Linked DNA regions of Sus scrofa: region 2 is linked to region 1. The links are chromatin contacts, called in public promoter capture Hi-C maps. All regions are on one chromosome and are shown on one strand. Each heading gives the region's core, a stretch centred on a gene start, on an enhancer-like site or on the middle of the called end of the contact. The rest is flanking DNA. Distances are from core to core; before and after follow the strand shown.

What was found. Promoter capture Hi-C pulls out the DNA fragments that hold promoters and counts their contacts.
Region 2: a promoter capture Hi-C map of liver shows a contact between it and region 1, with 7 times the contacts expected there. The contact joins two enhancer-like sites. A contact is called at or near these places in 1 of 5 promoter capture datasets (liver), 5 of 47 Hi-C or Micro-C datasets (embryonic fibroblasts, liver and omental adipose tissue) and 1 of 2 datasets of contacts at active chromatin or transcription factors (skeletal muscle).

The regions. Positions count from the first base shown.
Region 1 is chr5:101,674,144-101,681,282 of Sscrofa11.1, forward strand. No RefSeq gene overlaps it. Among named protein-coding and RNA genes, the nearest start is that of PAWR, 15 kb to the right of the region's middle. Within about 2 kb of position 3,623, at least 22 of the 83 cell types and tissues checked have an H3K27ac peak or open chromatin away from gene starts, as enhancers often do. A contact at or near this core is called in liver and omental adipose tissue, where this site is marked.
Region 2 is chr5:101,815,783-101,822,921 of Sscrofa11.1, forward strand. LOC102165008 (a long non-coding RNA gene) reads left to right here and starts at 187. Exons shown (of 4, transcript XR_002344360.1): 1 at 187-4,856. Within about 2 kb of position 4,394, at least 29 of the 83 cell types and tissues checked have an H3K27ac peak or open chromatin away from gene starts, as enhancers often do. A contact at or near this core is called in liver and omental adipose tissue, where this site is marked.

The sequences.
Region 1 (7,139 bases), core at 2,373-4,872:
TTAACGACCGACCACATCATCGTTTCTTACCTTCCACGTTCGTCTAAAGGGCCCCACGCTAAGTCCCCATCACTGGAGAGAACCTTGCATGGACGCTTCTCTTCCGAAACGTCTGATTTCCGGTACGCAGCCCAGATTTTTATGATTAAAAACTGCTGAATGGACAGCCCTGCTTCTGGCTCCGGCAAAGAGCATCCACACCAGGAAAAAGTCCAGAGCCTTCTTGGTCACCATTGGTATTTAGCCAATGTAATTCGGTAACGGAGTAAGATTTAAAATTGGAAAAAAAATCATTATTATTTGCTGATGGTATGATTGTTTACCCAGAAAACTCAAGGGAATCAAATGAAACACTATTGGGAAGAGTGAGAAAATTCAAAATTAGTACAGGAAACTAAAGACTTTTACATAACCAGTTCGAAGCCAAAAAACGAATGAAAAGATAAAATGTATAGAACATGTGAAAGACTTATATGAAGAAAATGCAAACTAGTGAGGGACACACACACACAAAGACATGTCCAATGACAACCCCTGCTCTTGTCTGGAAAGTCCAGCATGACAAAGATGTCCGTTTTCCCTAAATTAACCTATAAAAATTTGGGTAATTCCAATAAAAACACTAAGCTGATTTATTTTGGAACTGGAAAACCAATTCTAAAGTTCAGATGAAAAATAAGCAAATAAAGAGACAGGAAAATTCTAAAAAAATAGAAAAATGAGACGCATTTTTCCATCAGATGGTAGGACATGTTTTATAAGGTAAAACACTTAAAATATGGTACTGATGCATGTATACAATAGTGCCTGTTTCATATAATATACATTTGTTGACTAAATGAGCAGATAAATTTATGGAGGTGACAAAAATCCAAATTGGACCCAAATGGTTATTGGAATTTGGGATGTAAAAAAGTGAGATTTTTTAAAATCATGGAGAAAAGAGGAATTATTTTATAAACAGTGTTGGGACAATTGGTAATCAATCAGAAAAAAAAAATTGGATCCATGCCTCACACTTTATACAGATGAAGTCCAAATATGTAAACGTTGAAAATGTAAAAGTATTAGAAGAAAACACAGGAAGTTAAACAGAAGAATAATTTCTGAGGCCGTTAAAAAGGTGGTTTAATATACTACATAATGATAAAAATGTTCTGTATCACTAAAGCCATGTAGTATAAACACAGTAAAAAGAGAACAAACTGGCAGAGGATTTGCTACTCACAGCCCCCCAAAGTAAATTCGCTACTGAAAAGAGTTTCTACAAGTCAGAAAGGAAACAAAACAACCGACCCCACCCCACTCTCCATATATGCATAGTAGAAATTTTGGCAAATGAAGAGATAGTCTACAAGATATATAAATGGCCTTTAAATACATCAGAATGTGTGCACCTTCAATAAGAAAATGAATGCAAAGTAGACTTAGACAGTTCCATGGTTTCCTCATCAGAAAAGGCAAAACATCACACATCTTGACACCACGCTGCGGTCCGCTCATTCACTGCTGAAGGGGCCGTGAATTGGTACTTTCCAGAGAGTAATTTGGCAGCATCTCTTAAAATTAAAACTGCACAGTCCTTGGAAATGGCAACGCCGCATCTAGGATTTAAGCGACCAGTGTACTCTCTGATGCGTCAAATACCCTAAGTTTAAGAACTGAATCACTGTAACAGCAAAATATCAGGAGCAATGCAAGTGCCTGCCGGGCTATCAGGGGATTGACTCACCAAATGCCATACTCATCTGACGGGGAGCCGCTGGGTCAGCCGGGAACAAAGTCTCTGTCTCTCCTGCAGCCCTGCAGCCACTTTCCAACCACCCTCTTAGGACTCTGCGTTGGTTTTCGCCATACTGCTTCTCACCATCTGGCCCACTGTGTATGTGTCATTGCTTATTTGGTTTTTGTGCATTTCCTATACCCCTTCTCCTGGACTGTAAGTCCTGTGAAGACAGAGACTTTACCTATTTCATCCACTGCTATATCCTCACCGTCTAAGTATGCCTGGCGTATGTATGCAGTCCATAAATACATGAATGAATAAAAGAATAGATAAAAAGAAAAGCTCTCTGGAATCTATTTGAAAGCAGAGAAAGCAAGATGCGGCAGTAGTCTACTCTGTGTAGAACATCACATGTAGACATGCATTTGTGTGTCCGTGCAGAGATGTTCTGGAAGAAGCTGCAGGGAGCTGGTCCCAGAGGTGTCCCTGGGAGCAGAACAGCAGACCTGTGTGGCTGGCCATCGTAAGTCCAAGGGAAACCTGATTTTTCACGCTTTGGCCTTATAGCTTTTGAATATTGTACCCCGTACAGGTATTCTATAATTAAAAAAAAAAAAAACCTAATGTTGAAAAATCTCTGATTTTAAAGAATTGCCTGAAGGAAAGCAGAAGCTTCTGAAAGGGGCAGAGAATTAATAGCCAGAGGCACAAGAGGCAAACACAGAGAGGTGAGTGCCCAGGGGAAGAGGGCAGTGGGAGAGGTTGTTGGCGCCTTGGGTCCTGAGGACGCAAGGAGCCTCTTCCGGGTGTCTGTGTCCCTTCCAGCCCACCTTTGTCTCCCGTGCTAGCCTTTCAGGGGCACCCTCTTCCCCCTTCCTTTGAGGCACTTTGCCTAAGTGGTTCCATCTGCTGGAATGCCCTTTCCTCTCTGGTCTACTTTTAAAAGTCTCCTGTTCAGTCTTGGTGAAGCCGTCTCTCCCCCGTTTGTGCTTGCACAACTGCTTGTCACTTCTATCTAGAACTAAACACCATTCTTTTGTTGACAGGTCTTTTTATGCAGATAGACTTGTATGCTCTCTGTTGTGTGTACTTATGTGTTTATACACCTGCAGGCTCTTCGAAGGCAGGAGGTGTTGTTTGCCTTGCACTCTGTCGCTTACACAGTAACCTGCAGGCGACAAGCCTGACGCACGGTAGGTGTAGCCCTAAAATGTTCACTGAAGAGAGAGGACTGTGATCCATTTCCTTCTGTAGCTTATATGCTGACGTTAAAATTAGAAGACGAGGAGTTCCCGTGGTGGCGCAGTGGTTAACGAATCCGACTAGGAACCATGAGGTTGCGGGTTCGATCCCTGCCCTTGCTCAGTGGGTTAACGATCCAGCGTTGCCGTGAGCTGTGGTGTAGGTTGCAGACGTGGCTCGGATCCCGCGTTGCTGTGGCTCTGGCGTAGGCCGGTGGCTACAGCTCCAATTGGACCCCTAGCCTGGGAACCTCCATATGCCGTGGGAGCGGCCCAAGATACAGCAAAAAGACAAAAAAAAAAAAAAAAAAAAAAAAAGAAGACTCGAGGTCTAGTGGGAGATCAAGGGATTGCACCTGTATTAAGCGGCCTTGGAAAATGCTAGTCCTCCGTACACGGAGGTTCTCGTAGAAGGCCCACCCATAACATTGCCTTGGGTGAATTAAACTTGTAAAAACTTGTAAAAAATTCAATAAATGGTTTTTGCAGTGATATGCAAATTCACCTGAAAGAGGTCTGACCCATAAAAAAGGACGGTCACCAGATTAGAAACATTAGCATATGCAAAGGAAGAATGTGTCCGTCGGTAGCAGAGTCAGCCGCCCCCTTAGCAAACAAGGGCCGGTCGCAAAGGCCCTGGGGAGAGCCATTCTGTTCTGTGCAGTTTGGCAGGACTCTGCTTATTTGCGGAGATAAATGTCTCAGGCGCTCTTAGCAGAGGCCGGTAAACACTGGATTCCTCTCATTAACCCCTCCTGTTCCTTTTCCATATTGACCAAGGAAGCTTCCCGTTTTGCTTTTCACGCCCATGTAGGTCTGCCTTCTTGGCGAATACACACTGTTCACGATGACCTTATCATTCCTGTGTTTCTGACCTTTATTTTTTCATTATAAATCGAGTTATTTAGCTCTTAGACAAATAGAGCCCAGGCAAGTGGGTTACACTCCTGTGACGGTGTCCTTGAGACATGCATACGCTCTCTAAATGCTGACAAAGTCAGGAGCTGTGAATCTGCAAAGCTGAGGATGGAAGCCTGGCTGTGGTACAAGGACCAGCGCACCCTTGCCCAGCCCAGGCCCTCCCCGCCTCCCTGTAAAGCCCCGGGGAGACGGCTTACTTCCAGGGCAACCTTGGGACAGCCATCCTGACTGTGTGCCATTTGACAAATATTTGTACGCAGAGCATCTGCTCTGTGCCAGACCCAAGGCTACAAAGACAGAGGGGAGGAGCTCCTCGGAGAGCCCATGGGACGCGCTTTGTCTGGTCCAGTTGTCCTTAGCCTGAAGAATCCCTGATTAGGAAGCCCTAACGTTTTGATAAAATTAAAAGCAATCTTTCACAGAAAAATGCGCAGAAACTGAGCTGTTTGAATTTTAGATTATCACGTTGAAAATGAATGCCTTTGACAATAAGCTCTGGAATTAGATATGTGTTGAAATAGCTGGCTTTATCATGTACTAGCTGTGTGACACTGGACAAGTTAATCTCTACGTCTCCATTCTCCGATTCGTGAAAAAGATATCATATTGATGTTCCACTCACAGAACTAATTAAAGGATTGCTAGACATCGCATGTGAAGGAATGCCATGATACGCGGCATGCAGTAAGCCATAAATAACTGCTGTAAGGTTATTAAGCAAGATGTTATCTTCATTTAATTAAATCCAAGTGTCTACAAAATAAAACGTAATCTTAACTTTACTCAATAGCGAATTCCAGGGACAGGCTGCTTTTGATTTGAATAAAGGGGCTTCGGAGTTCCCACTGTGGCACAGAGGGTTAAGGAGCTGACTGCAGTGGCTTGGGTCACTGTGGAGGTGTGGTTTCACTCCCAGGCCTGGCCCAGTGGGTTAAAGGAAAGGATATGGAATTGCTGTAACTGTGGTGTAGGTCACAGCTGTGGCTTGGATTCCATCCCTGGCCCAGGAACTTCCATGTGCCAAGGGTGTGGCCACTAAAAAAAGAAGGAAAGAAAGAAAGAAAGAAAGAAAGAAAGAAAGAAAGAAAGAAAGAAAGAAAGAAGGGAAGAAAGAAAGAACGAAAGAAAGAAGTTGGGTTATGGCATCCATGTCATTCATTTAATTTCTGGTGCTCGTTTTAATGGTAAAGAAACCTCTTAAAATAGTGGCTTAATATAGATCAAAGCACATACTCTAAGACTGAGTTGAATGCATTCCTCATTATCACCGCTGTAAATCAGTGGAAACATCTTGTGTGAGATACGTATCACCGAAGCTTTCTGCGGGCTGAAAAGGATGGTGAATTCGTGTTTTAATTAATTCGTTAATTTATTTTTTTCTGTCTTTTGAGGGCTGCACCCACGGTCTGTGGAGGTTCCCAGGCTAGGGGTCTAATTGGAACTATAGCCGCCGGCCCACACCCCAGCCACAGCAACACCAGATCCGATCCGTGTCTGTGACCCACACCACAGCTCTCAGCAACACCGGATCCTTAACCCGCTGAGCGAGGCCAGGGATCGAACCCGCAACCTCATGGTTCCTAGTCGGATTCATTTCCGCTGCGCCACGACGGGAACTCCAATTTTTAATTTTAAAGTCATTTAAACAGAAGTAATATTTGAACAAATTTTACGGTGTTTGGGGTATTGAAGATTTTTACTTGAAGAGAAACTAACAAGACTCTCTCAATGAGCTTCAGACCTCAGCAAGTTGTTCCCTCTCGTTGGGAAGGTGACATGGTTGTTTTCATTCTGTCTTCATTACCTGACGTGGCCGCTGGGCTACAAGAGCTGGTGGGGTTTCTTTCAGCAGCATCTACAATGCTGTCTGCAGAACCTTGGATCAAAAGGTTTATCTTAGTCTCATGGTCAAAAACACCTTTGACATAACAAAACCAGGAATGAAGACCTTCCGGGTAAATTGTCAAGAAGGCTTTCAACTCTCTCTCTGTGTCTCTGGCTCTCTGTCCCTCTCTGTCTCTCTCTCTATTGCGCAAACACAGAACTTAGGCATTATATATTTTAAGATCTGCTCTTTGGAAAGTCAGTGGACTTAGTGTAATAAAGAGCTTCCCAGTCTGATCTCTTTTCTCGTCGAAATGTCTTGAAAAGGCTGAGAATAGAACCACGCTCTGAGAAAGGCACCAAGCCTCACAACATTAGACAAGACTCTTTTCAGAACTGAGGCACAGCCTCTGTCGATGCTGAGAGCAATGAGTGCAGCGTCTTCAGCAAAGCAGCCCCACCAGGCGTGTCACTGAGCTCAGGTGCTCCATCTGCACCCAGAGAACCAAAGCATTCCAGCCACACAAAGTTTCTCGGAGAAAGACATTTTTTTCGCCGTTTGGAAAATGACAAAGCTTGTCAAGTTTCCAGAAGGGGTCAGAGACCTTGGAATACTTCTATAGTTTCACCAGTGTGCAGAAAAAGAGTTGGTTAAAATAAGTGGCATCGGCAGTTTCATCCAGTTGTTTGCCTGTTGAAGGAAAGTGAGTCAGGAGCCAGTTTAAGGATCTGTTTCCAGATATTAGAAGAAAGATCAGTGATTCTCAAGGGAATCATATGCCTTTTGAAATTGGCCTGGCTTCAGTTTTCTCCTTTTGCTCCAAGCCATACACCATTTCAAATACTTCCAGGGTACACAGCTTCCTAACTTGTTTACAAGTGTGTATCTTTTTTCGCTTGGCAGAAGAATGGGGGCATTTTAAGGTTACCCCAAGACATGCTGAGCAAGTCCATTCTGTTAATGTTTCAGACTTTTAAAATCAAACCTGTTCTTATAAAACTATTTATACAGGTCCAAGCACCTTTCCTTTAAAAATTACTTTAAACAAGCAAAAAAAAGACCAAAAAAAAAAAAAGAGTTCCCATCGTGGCGCAGTGGTTAACGAATCTGACTAGGAACCATGAGGTTGCGGGTTCGGTCCCTGCCCCTGCTCAGTGGGTTAAGGATCCGGTGTTGCCGTGAGCTGTGGTGTAGGTTGCAGATGTGGCTTGGATCCCGCGTGGCTGTGGCTCTGGTGTAGACCGGTGGCTACAGCTTTGATTCGACCCCTAGCCTGGGAACCTCCATATGCCGTGGGAGCGGCCCAAGAAATAGCAAAAAAAAAAGACAAAAATAAATAAATAAATAAATAAAATTACTTTAAACTCTAGCATATTTCTAGTAAATTCTAATATACGACAGTACAGAAAATCATATGACACATAAT
Region 2 (7,139 bases), core at 3,144-5,643, 140 kb after region 1:
AATAAATGGATTGTTGCTGCAGTTTCCATCACGAGGCCCAGGAACGGATTCTCGTTGCATTTCTAGTGTGCTCCTGCCACCTTGTGCTTTCTGCAACCCATTGCAGTGCTCGAAGGAAGCAAAATACTTCGGAAGGCGGTTATTTCTTTGGAGATGATGAATTATCATAGTGGCTCGTATTTCAGATACCTGGAAGATGCATTTTGTGTGTGTTTGAGATAGAGAGACAGGGAGGGGGGGAAGTCTTTTGAAAGATTTGAGGAATTGTCTACTCTAGCACATCAGCATAAAAATTACATTTTATGACTGGGACCTGCACCCTAGCAAAAGAGAAGAGACTGGTTTTGGAACTGATGACAGTAAGCTCCTTGGGTAAGGTGTTAAAACAGGTTTGATACTTTGCTTGTTCTTTGAGTGCTTACCTTGCACCTGTGCCTAGAGAGCTCTAGGTGGCTTGAGACTGGGCTTCTTTCCGTGAGAGCCCCGGCCTGCTGTGCTTAGGTGCTGAGCTTCTCTCTTCCCATTTTCATTCCAGACAGCATTCCTCCTGTTGAGGCCGCAGATGCTTCTCTGCTCTGCTGCCCCGGAGGTATGCTGAGCCCCGGGAGGGGCGCCTCACCTGGACCTTTGGCCTTCCTGCCGGGGCCCCAGCAGTCCCGGTTGGGGGACTTGTCTGAGGAGCTCTCCGAGCTTTCTTTGGAGGCAGTCATTGAAATGCATTTGATTTTGGAACGGTGTTTAAAGAGCCGGGATGCCGCTGACGTCTGTTTGTCATCCGGGCAAACGCCTGTTCCTGGGACAATAGCGGGACAGTTTCCTAGCTTTGCTCAAATATTGACACTGCCAGGTCTGGGGCAGCCAGTTTTTACCCTTTGGACTCAGGCGTGCACTGAGGAATTATGACTGTGACGAAAGCCACAGAGTTACAATCTTGGGCTTGGAAGGTAGAGAAAGCAAGTCCATTGAGCACCCATTACTGGGCAGGCGTGGTAAAGGCTGTTTTTTTTTTTTTGTTTTGTTTTTTTTGTTTTTTTCCAACATGCATAGTCATCTGTAACGAAGAAAAATTATGAGATACACATCATCGTCCTCACTTCACACTGGAGCTGGGAGATGAACTGGCTCAGCCAAGGTCCGGTCGCGTGGACGTGGCAGAGCCGAACTCCGCACGCCCGTGTCTCTCTCTGCTCTCAATTCCACGCTCCTTAGCCAGCAGCCCATCGTTCCAGTGCAAACGGTGAGGCTCATGATGCTCTCGGCGGTCTGGCCAGGGAAGGCGAGTCTGGACCCGAAGCTGGAGAAGGGCCTCCTGGAAGGTGTGCTGGCAGCCGCCGCAGCACCTCCCCACAAAACCGCATCCTGCTTCCCGGCCGAGCCCAGGGCCTCAGGGTTGGCAGAGCACCACCGGGAGCTTGGAAGCACCTCCCCGGTACCTTCCAGTCTTCCCTACTTGGTCAGCTCTGGCTCGTTTCAGTGCAGAAACCTCCTACCTCCTCTCCCGGCCTCTCCCCTCGCTCGACCTCCAGGCTGCTCTTTGGAATAAGCTTTCCAAAGACCCAACCATATCGCGGTGCTTCTGAGCTTTCACTCTTCCAAAGGCTTCCTGTTATAATTCAGATGAAGCCTGAATTCTTTGGCCGAGCTGCTAGCCCCCAAAGGTCATTTGGTTTTCTGTTTTGTTTTGTTTTTATTTTTCCCTTTTTTTTTTTTTTCCTTTTCTAGAGCCGCTCCTGCGGCATTTGGAGGTTCCCTGGCTAGGGGTCAAATCGGAGCTGTAGCCACCAGCCTAGACCAGAGCCACAGCAACAGGGGATCCGAGCCACATCTGCCACCTACACCACAGCTCACACCAACGCCAGGTCCTTAACCCACTGGGCAAGGCCAGGGATCGAACCCGCAACCTCATGGTTCCTAGTCGGATTCGTTAACCGCTGAGCCACAACGGGAAGTCCAATACTTGTCATTTTCTGGCTTTTTGTTTTGTTCTGTTTTTGGGTGGTGCTTGCCACCCTTGTGCATGTGAAGTTACAATTAACTTTTCATTGGCTTGTTTCCCGCATGAACAAACTCCGCAGAGGCCGAGACTAGCCTAGATCTTGTTCGTTATGGTCCTCCAGGGCCTGACACATGGAGGGGGTGCTGGATCACTGTCTGTAAAATGGGTGAGAAGACCTGAATCCTCCCGATGTGCTTGCTTCCGTGAATCTAGGGGTTGGACGGGGACAACAGGCAGGACTGCAATAGCTGCACTAGGTGGCTGGCTCCGTGGCTTTAATGGTCTCACCGAGAGGCTCCCGACCCGGAGGGTGGCCTGAGGGTTCATTTCTCCAGCTCGGGATGGGGAGGAAGGTACTCACGTCTGCTGGCATTTCTGTCTGTGACTCTGGGGAGTCTTTCTATCCCAGATGCATTTTCGGAGGACACGGGAACCCTGCCTAATGAGAAAGCCATTCATTCTGAGTGGAGGAGGAGAAGAAAAAAAAGCGAAACAAAAGTTCCTTTCCTGGAGTTCCCATCGTGGCTCAGTGGTTAGCGAATCCGACTAGGAATCATGGGGTTGCAGGTTTCATCCCTGGACTTGCTCAGTGGGTTAAGGATCCGGCATTGCCGTGAGCTGTAGTGTAGGTCGCAGACGCGGCTCGGATCCCGCGTTGCTGTGGCTCTGGCGTAGGCCGGTGGCTACAGCTCCGATTCAACCCCTAGCCTGGGAACCTCCATATGCCACGGGAGCGGCCCAAGAAATAGCAACAACAACAACAACAACAAGACAAAAAAAAAAAAAAAAAAGTTCCTTTCCTGGAAACAGGCCACACTGATTATACATTCGTAATAATCAAGCCTGAAGCCCAGCTGTCATGTCCTGAAACAACTCCATTTAGCCAAATTACAGGTGGGCTCTTGTGGACTGCTTATCTTTTCCTGGCTGGCTGTTTTTGTTCCCAAATCTTGGGTGTGGAAAGGTGAGCCGGAAGCCAAGAGGGGTCTGTTCCCTGATTCCCTGGGGTGGCGGCCCATAAAGACGGTGCCCAGAAGAAACGGCCGTGAAGCCTTCTCGGTAACGCTCCTGGGGTGTGAGGGGGGTTGAGGGCCACGGGTGTGTCTGCAAGACGCTCGAATCCCTCTCCACCCTCTGCCAACATTCCGCCTGGTCAGGTTTTGCTGTCAGGAGTCACAGCCTGTTCTCCCAACTTGGTTTGTCTTTCTCCACTTTGTTCTCCGTTTGCCGCTGTGAAGCCCACGGGGGGGCCCAGCCCTGGGAGCTTCCTGGTGAAATAATCGTCTTTCAAGTGTGGGGCTGCTTTTCAGCTCCATCCTCCTTTTTTTGTTGAGTTGGAATCCCCGCCCAACTCACTCCAATAAACGTCTCCTCTGGGCGTTTTCCCCTCAAGACGTGGTAGGAACTCCTGATCCTTTGAGGGAAGAGAATAGGAAGCAGGAGCGAGGCCTTTGGGCAAGTCTGAGTAAACAGTGCTGACCTTGTGTAAAGGGCGCTCATGTCGCTAAACGGCCGTGGAAATACAAAAGATAAGAGGAAGGACACAGCAGCCCTGTCCAAATATGGCCCACTTGAACGCTGGATGGTATCTCGGCCTGGCAGGAAAATTCCAGATGTCCCTCTGGCTGCAGATGTTTCACCTTATCTGCCTCTGCTGATAAACGGAAGACGAGCTTGGTATCGGGAGGTGCTGGTTGTCTGAAGAAGTGCAGCACTGGTGTTGGGGCGCCTCTCTGCCCGCGCCCTAGCCTTTGCCCGACGCCTCGGATACACCCTGACTTATCATTTCACCCGGACCTGCCCTCAGTGGCTTCGTTTGCATGGCTTCTTCCAATGCGGATCCCAGAGGAGCCAGAGACGGCCCGTCCCCTGTGCCTCGGGGTGCTGTTGAGTCACGGGAAGGGGAATTCTGCCCCCCCCCCCCAAAGCCCAAAGCTGCTAGCGACTTTGTTTTTTCTGGCACACTAACTAGGCCCAAATCTCCTGGCCTCCAGTTCACACTCCCAGTGCCTCCAGCAGAGAGAAACGTGGCTCTTGCTCCCTCATGTTTGCACATATGACGAGTCTACTAATAGCTTCTGACCGGTCGGGCAGCCCTGCTTTTGAGCAAGCCAAACACTTGTAACCTGAACGTGGAAACACAGCACAGTTTTGTACAAAGAAGGCTGTGCAGATTTTTAACTCCTTTTGCTCCCGACGGCAGCCTAGGAGAGAACTTCCAAACTTCAGCAGAAATGCAGGACAGAAATGCAAGTTTAAGCTCCAGCTTCTGGGCTGCACACTTGAGCAAGATCATTACAGATAGAACAGAACCTTTGACCCGGGCAGTTCAGGCTGCGCTGGGAGGTGCATCTGGATGGATCCGCCCCGAGGTAGTGTATTTACAATGAGAATTGAAGGAAGAGTTTTGAAACATCCTGTCACAGGATGTACTGACGCGCCTGCCTGAACAGGCGGCGGAGGAAACCGGGAGCGGGTGCGGGATCGGTGACCACACCGCCCTCTGGTGGTTTTCCCGAGAAATAAACGAACGAGCTGCAGGTGGACCCAAGGTCTGCGGCAAATTGACCCCAATCAGCTCCCCAGCGGTGTGTTGTTGAGAGGGAGGAGGCGGCGAGGGAGGGAGGGGGAGAGACGGGAAGGGAGAGGATTCCTGCCCACGGCTTTCACCTCTGGGGCCCTAGCGACGGACCGGCCGACTGAGGTCCAGTTTGGGCCTCGGGGCAAACCCCTTGCCCCAGCTTTCCAGCAAGGGATGCTAGTGACAAATCTTGACTGCGTATTTGGACCAGGGCCCCGGGTTCCTTTCTAGCCGCCGAAGCTTTGCCCCTGCTGCTTCTGGCCTGCATTCCCTTTCGAGGTAAGTCCTTCTCTATGCTGGGGGGCTGAGGGTGGGGGTGGCCCCCAGCCCCTGCAAAGGCTCCTGAGACCAAGCGGCCTCTCTGGCACCCTCCGCTCTTCTCCTGGGTTCTTTTTTTGGGCCTGTCATCCTTTCAAACACTGGGGCTGTGCAGGGCACACGGAAGGGCGCTGGCCCTGCGAGCTCCCCGGCTGCCTGTGGGAGGAATGTGTAGGGCTGTTGCAGCCCTTAGGGCAGGACAGGCATGCGGAGCATCTCAGGCGCTGCTTTTTGGGCCCACGGAAGGGAAGTGTGGGCCGGGGGGTGGGGGGGGCTTCACAAACACCTCGGATCACAAGGCCCTCGGGCCGAGGATCGGGTTCTGAAGCCGGTCTGCTCTTCGAGTCCTTGCCTGCCCGCTGACCCGGGAACAGAGAGGCCTGGGGCCAAGGGATCGTGTGGCCGGCTGTAGATACTCAGAGTTACCGTGGCTCTTCGTCTTGGAGGTGGGTTGCTGTGTTGGTTTAGTCGGATTCAGCAGAGTCGGTAAACACGGGGAGGCAAGTGTGCTGCCATCCGTGTTTTCAGGGCTGGGGTGCAGGGCCCTGGCCCTGGGTTTGCTTCACCCTGGACCTTCCCGGCGTCTTACTTCATCCCAGGAAAGGAAGCGGACCATGCTGGGCGTTTGACTCAGACCCGTCACCGCGTCCCCGGCTGGCTCTCTCGTCACACTCCCTTTTCACTTGGTCATGAGCGTTTGCATGGAACGCTCCTCCTTACGAGGGCACCGGTCAGCCCCCGCCCCCACCCGCTTTCGTGACTCTCGGAGTCTCACGCGGATCCCATGATGTGGTTGACGGTGTCACAGGAGGCTCCGGTTTGGAATCAGGATTTACCCATGATCCTGAGGCGTATCTGGCTCTTGAGGAAAACTTACTGCTCCCCGCAAACACTGCAGCCACGTGGCGGCATCACCCTGGGTCGCTTCCGTCTCCATCAACGTCTCCCGGGACACATGACCGTGCCCCTTGGGACGGGCAACACGTCCCTCACACTCAAGGGGTGCACAGACTAGCCTGTGTGGCCGGTTCTGTGAGCCTGTCCTTGTGTCGGGGTGTAGACGTGCAAGGATTTCCTTTTCCCCGTAATCGCTGCTGCGTCCTCCCCAAACTCTCCGCCTGCGGGCTTGGACGCGCTTGACGGCGTCTCAGCCTGATTCTCCCACTTTCTTCAAAGTGTCGCTGAAATCTCAAGACTCGGGAGTGTTCGTTGTAGTTTCAAAATCATTTTCTGTTCAGAGGCCGCCTCCTGCTCGTGCCCACCCCTCAGGAAGCCAGGCCCCTCCCACCCCCGCGCCCTTGGCTGTGGTGCCCTCTGATGTAGGAGCTGAAGCTGGCAGTGACCCCTCTGGCTGGTCTGCTTCCAGCGAGGTCCTGTGCCCGCGTCTCCTCTCCGTAGGCGGTGGCTGCTCATCTGGCCGACACTGAGCGTCCCACGCAGAAGCGTCTGAGAGCAGTGTCTCTCTGGGGGCGCATGTGCTGGTGCCTCAGGGGTGCCCAGGCCGCCCCTGGCCACGCTCCGGGTGGAGCCCTCCCTCAGGTGCCATGTCCTCTTTCGGCCGTGGTACCCATCGCATCAGGGGAAAGCGAGGCGGCTGAAGCCCGGCCTCCGTCCTTGGAGTCCGTCAGAGCCAAGCGGAAGCTCTTCTTCTTGCTGCTCCCAAGAGGGCAATGCAGCCCACCTTCTAGCACCTTCTCTCAGCTGCAGCATCTCTCTGGCTCCCTCCTCCAGTCTCAACGCTCTGCCTCCGTTCAGACCAGAGCCAGCCTCCGAACCTCACCTGGGCGGTAAGGGCGGGAAGCACCAGCCCAGCTCATTCTTATCCTGCGAGGGCCCCGATTCCACACCCACCTTGTCCGTAGGGGGAGCTGGTGGGCAGACGGCGGCCCCGCTTCAGGACTCTCTCCTCCAAGAGGCCACCCTGTCCGTTTCTCACCCTCCTCTGTTACCAAAGAAGCGCATCTAACACGTGACCGTCTCCAGTTCCTGCTCGAAGGCCTCCCCCCATCCCTAAGTTCCCCAGACGGGGAATGTGGGGTGGAATTTTGTGGTACCTGCAGGCCTTCCTCCACAGGTCTTGACATGAAGTGGGAGACAGACGTTTGCTATGCGGTGACATCCCGGTCCTCGGCTCTGGCGTCATTCTAGAGCCAATCAGTCTGGACCTGGACCTGGGACCTGGGTCTTGGTAATTGAAAAAAAAAAAAAAAAATCCAGTGCTGTTGGTTCACAGCGAAGGTCAGG